Linked DNA regions of Oryzias latipes: region 1 is linked to region 2. Evidence: chromatin contacts called from public Hi-C data. All regions are on one chromosome and are shown on one strand. The core of a region is the stretch at or near the end of the contact, and the rest is flanking DNA. Distances in the headings are between cores, read along the strand shown.

What was found. Hi-C and Micro-C count contacts between places; a contact is called where the count stands out from the background.
Region 1: a Hi-C map of gastrula embryo shows a contact between it and region 2, with 1.8 times the contacts expected there. The contact joins the promoter of agpat4 here to the enhancer-like site in region 2. A contact is called at or near these places in 4 of 5 Hi-C or Micro-C datasets (embryo and gastrula embryo).

What each region holds. Positions count from the first base shown.
Region 1 is chr15:25,318,199-25,320,898 of ASM223467v1, reverse strand. It overlaps agpat4 (1-acyl-sn-glycerol-3-phosphate acyltransferase delta), which reads left to right and starts at 1,411. Exons shown (of 10, transcript XM_023963609.1): 1 at 1,411-1,574; 2 at 1,936-2,126; 3 at 2,252-2,421; 4 at 2,516-2,677. The coding sequence starts at 1,949.
Region 2 is chr15:25,263,562-25,266,261 of ASM223467v1, reverse strand. No RefSeq gene overlaps it. Among protein-coding and RNA genes, the nearest start is that of slc35f3, 11 kb to the right of the region's middle. Within about 2 kb of position 1,366, at least 1 of the 8 cell types and tissues checked has an H3K27ac peak or open chromatin away from gene starts, as enhancers often do. A contact at or near this core is called in gastrula embryo, where this site is marked.

The sequences.
Region 1 (2,700 bases), core at 162-2,661, 55 kb before region 2:
TGTTTCATCACTGGTTTTATTTATGAGTCTACATGTTGCGACCAGCAGAGGGAGCTATTCATTAAGGCAATGTTGTGGCTGAGAGAAATGGAGAAAAAATGAAGTTTATTAAACTATATGAATGAAATATCACTTTTGGGGGTAAATAATTCAATTTTTTTACATAGAAAAGACATAAAATATAATAATCCTTCATTCTTTCATCCTGTGCATTTTTATGTAATTATTCATTGTGAGATTTTTTTCTACTCTTCTTGTTCTCTATCAGTTCTTCAAGCTGTAGTTAAAATGTTTTTAGTTCAATTCTAATGTTCCAAGAATCCAACTTAGACTGAAGAAAAACATAGCAAACAGCACAACTCATTCGTATTGACATGTTTTCAGTCATTTTAAGAATAATAAAGCATAACCTTGCTTTAAAATCTTTTCTACTTTATTTGCATTTTTATTTTTTATTTTACTGGATTTTCATTCAAAATAATGCTTAAAGTAAAAAATAATAAAAGTAAAGTAAAGTAATTATGCTGTAACAAGCCTAGTGAGACATAATAGCCAAAGTTAAGCTCAATATCTCAATTTTTTTTAATAAAGTAGTCTAAAGTCAAAATCTAAAGAATGTTTTTTTGCATTGGGTCACACGGCCAAAGGGCAGCCATCTTTTTTCAGTCTTCTCACCTTTTTTTATCTACTTTCTGCACGTTCAACTTATCTTCTATTCTTTTGCCTCTAAATTAGAAGTTCACAGAACATAAAAAAAATAATAATAATAATTGCATTTAAAAAAAATGCACCTCTGACATGTCAGCAGCAGCAAGTAAAACATTAAGTGCAACTTATTCTACTTGAATTAAAAAATGGCAAAATCCCAAGAGGTATATTTTAACCAAAACATTTTACCCAATGTTGTAAACATGCATAATAGATCATTAAGATCAAAAGTTGTTGTTAGAAATGACATTTTCAAATAAAACCTTCTAAACTTGAAGCCACTTCTTTGTTTTAGGACATACAATACTAGATCTAAACACTGAATTAATAGCATTTCTTCCTGTAGATTTAAATTGTTTTCTACCTTTATAGTTTATACGTGATTCACATCTTGTTTCATAAGTGCGATAAAGTCATTGAGCTTGCAAAAGATGAACATTTCCTGCAGCTGAACATGGGTAAAACAGAGAATGCTAATTGTGGAAAGCTGACTCACTCTGTCGCGTTTTACGGCAAAAGACAAACCCCAATCATATTATATTATTTTATCCTTTTTAATTTTTATTATGGTTTCCCTCATTTATATTAGTGACTAATGTATTTGTTGTAAATGTAACGAGCAGATGGCATCAGTAACTTGGTTTGGGAGCGGCGCTCTGCGGACAGCCTGAGATGAATAGACGATCTTCGTAGAAGGGCGTGGTGCTCCTCATCGGGAAGTTTCTTCTAGGAGGTGAACCTTCTTACCGTTTAATGAATCACACCTAAAATCTAAAGGACGAAGCGGGGAAGTTTCTTTTATAGAATTAATCTGTGCAGAGAGAGTCTAAAAACGTCAGAGAAAGAATAGCTGCTCATCCGAAACGGTAATATTTCATGTTTTATATCAATGGTTTGCTTAAAATTTGAATGTCAAGTACAACTGTCATAAACGTGCTATAAAAATAAATTAAAGTGAATTATTTGACTTTTGAGTCCAGTTTGACACCACTGGATGACACCACTAGAAGGTTCTTACTGATGTTCAGCTGTATTCTGGCCTGGATGGGTCTTTGGAGAGCTCTGTAACTACAGACTCCCAGCTCAAAGGCTTCTTTCATTTATTCAAACAAGAAAGACTTGTCAGGGATTTTTTTTTAGACAAGTAAATACCAGGATGACCCACAACAGTTGGTATGTAAACAAGAAAATCATGTTTACTTTTAGAGTAAATGTAGTGTTTTTTAGGCTTTCCTGGAGGATGGGGCTGCTGTCCACGCTGAAATCCCTGTTCATCTGCCACCTGATCATCGGCTATGTGTTTCTGGTGAGCGGCCTCCTCATCAACCTGCTTCAGGTGTGCACTTTACCCGTGGGGTTGGTCAGCAAGCAGCTGGCTCGCAGGATCAACATCCGGCTGGGCTACTGCATCGCCAGTCGTGAGTACTCCCTGTCTCTTTTATCCTAGTACATTCTGTCCTCTTTTTTTTGTCCGAATCTGTCCTTCCAGATGATAAGATAACCAACGTGACAATTCTCATGAAAATGCATTTGTGTGTCGCAGAGGTAGTTGCAGTCCTGGAGTGGTGGTCTGGCACGGAATGCACACTTTACACCGACCCAAAAAGCTATCCTCTGTATGGAAAGGAGAACGCGATTGTTCTTCTCAACCATAATTTTGAGATCGACTTTCTGTGTGGCTGGACCTTCTGTGAACGCTTTGGAGTTCTGGGAGTGAGATGGCACAAAGATGAGGAAATGATCTTCGCCGACTTAAACACCACTTAACCCACCCTTCTTGTTTTTGTTTTTTCTTGATACTTTTCAGAGCTCAAAGGTTTTGGCCAAACAGGAGCTGGCATATGTGCCGGTGATTGGCTGGATGTGGTACTTCCTGGAGATAGTTTTCTGCAAGAGGAAGTGGGAAGAGGACCGGAGGTTGGTGGCTCAGAGTCTTCAGAATCTGCGGGATTACCCAGAAAACTACTGGGTGGGTTTTTCGCCTCCCTTTGT
Region 2 (2,700 bases), core at 117-2,616:
CTAATTGAAGTTGGAGTTCTAACAAATTGATTACCTGGAAATGATTTATTTACTTGGGTTGGAAAACATTGCTCAGACTTAATCTATGAGCTTGTTTACAAGGCAGAGGTAATTTAATAATTATATAGGACATGGAAAGAACTAAGATTTTAATGCAGAACAGAATTTTCTTTACATAAAATCATTTTTAGATGCATAATTCATGTCATTGCTGCAGAGCATGTTGTGCTTTATATCTACAGCAGTGAATGTCTTGCAAAAGAAGAGGGAATGTAATAGCGTTATGCTTTTGTTTTATTCAGCAGCTGTATTTCCTTTAGAAGAGTAATTACCTCTGACACACAGGCAGTTCTCCCCACTGAGGCACTGAGCTGACATCCACACTGTGAAGTTCATGAGCAAAAGCAGCTCAAACGGCTCACTAGCAGTGAGTGTTTGTTGGATCCGTGTTGCGAGAACACAATTACCTGTGGGCGCAAGCCGAAATAACTCACAACTGTAGCGCAAAGGCACTTTGTCTTGAATTGACAAAGAAGAGCAGTTTTTCTTCTGTCAGTGTAGAAAGCCACAATGATCTGGCTAACATGGTCCTTTAGGGTTTATACATTTTGAGTTGGTTTTAAATCATAAATGACTTGCATGAAATAAACAGCCCACAATGCTTTTTCTGCATTGCTGAAAGTCCTTGTATATTTTATAAGTACATCTTCAACAACGGTATGTGGGTGAGATAAGGCTATGCAAGCTAAGCATTGGAAGAAAAAAATTAAATACAGTGGGGCAAAAAAGTATTTAGTCTGCCACCAATTATGCAAGTTCTCCCACTTAAAAATAGGAGTGAGACCTGTAATTTTCATCATAGGTATACCTCAACTATTCTTCTGATTTTTAAAGAATTTATCTGTAAATTACGGTGGATAAAAACTATCTGGTCCTGGACCTTAAAAACAAACAAGATTTCTGGCGTTCACAGACCTGTAACTTCTTCTGTAGGAGGATCTTCGAAAATGAAATGAACCCGTTTGAACTGGTTCTCCATATAAACGAGACCTGTCCACAACCTCAAACAGTCACACACCAAACTCCACTACGGCCAAGACCAAAGAGCTGTCAAAGGACACCAGAACCAAAGTGTTGACCTGCACCAGGCTGGGAAGACTGAATCTGCAATAGGTAAATCAACTGTGGGTGCAAATATTAATTAATGGAAGACAAACAAGACACCTGATAATCTCCCTCCATCCGGGCCACCTCGCGAGATCTCACCCCGTGGGGTCAAAATGATGACAAGAATGGTGAGCTAAAATCCAAGAACCACAGGAGGGGACCCAGTTAATGACTTGCAGAGAGCTGGTGCCAAAGTAACAAAGGCTACCATCAGTAACACACTAAGCCGCCAGGAACTTTAACCCTGCAGAGCCAGACGTGTCCCCCCTGCTAAAGCCATGTGGAGGCCCGTCTAAAGTTTGCTAGAGAGGTGATTTGGATGATTCAGAAGAGGATTGGGAGAAAGTCCCAATTCTCAAACCAAAATAGAACTTTTTGGTAAGAACTCTACTCGTCTCTCAGAATGCTGAGTTGCATCCAAAGAACACCATGCCAATACTGTAAAGCATGGGGTTGGAAACATCATGCTTTTGGGCTGTTTTTCAGCAAAGGGACCAGGACGACTGATCCGTGTAAAGGAAAGAATGAATGGGGTCACGTAATGTCAGATTTTGACTGAAAACCTCCTTCCATCAGCAAGGGCATTGAAGCATGACAACGATCCCAAACACACTGACGGCGAAACAAATGAGTGGCTTCATAAGAAGCATTTCAAGGTCCTGGAGTTGCCTAGCCAGTCTCCAGATCTCAACCTCCTAGAAAATCTTTGGAAGGAGTTGAAAGTCTGTGTTGCCCAGCGACAGTCCCAAAACATCACTGCTCTAGAGGAGATCTGAGTGGGGGAATAGGCCAAAATACCAGCCACAGTTTGTGAAAACCTTGTGAAGACTTACAGAAAATGTTTGACTGATGTCATTGCCAACAAAGGGTATATAACAAAGTACTTAGTTGAACTTTTGTTATTGACCAATTACCTATTTTCTACCATAACTTTCCCTCTCACTTGATTAGATATGCATCTCGATACATGGTCCACAAATTGATTCAAGTAACTTTGTGGTGATACGATACAGTCCAATTCTTTTACCTAAATGGATATAATATACAGTTGTGCTGATACGGTTACACATCCTGGAAGAAATTATGATTTCTTGGTCACTTTTCAGAGAGCATGAATAATAACACAAAGACTTTTTTCCACTCATAGTTAGTGGTTGGGTGAAGTTATTTATCGTCAAAGAAATTCTGTTGACAACAGAAACTTCCCAAATGACCTGGTTAAAAAGTTTACATACCCTGATGGTTTTGTTTTGAAAACATGTACACATGCTGATATGAAAGGGTTTGAACGGCAGCTAGAGGTACCCACATGTCACTTGTTTTTCGGCAATCAATGTTTGTGCACAATGGTGTCTGAGTCTCTGGACTCCCAACAGACCTTTACATCCGTCCTCCAGTGCTGCACTGACATTTCTGGATCCTGAGTCATGGGGAAAGCTAAAGAGCTGTGAAAAGATCTACGGGAAAAGGTAACTGAACTGTACGAAACAGGAAAGGAATAGAAGAAGAAATCCAAGGAACTGAGAATGCCAG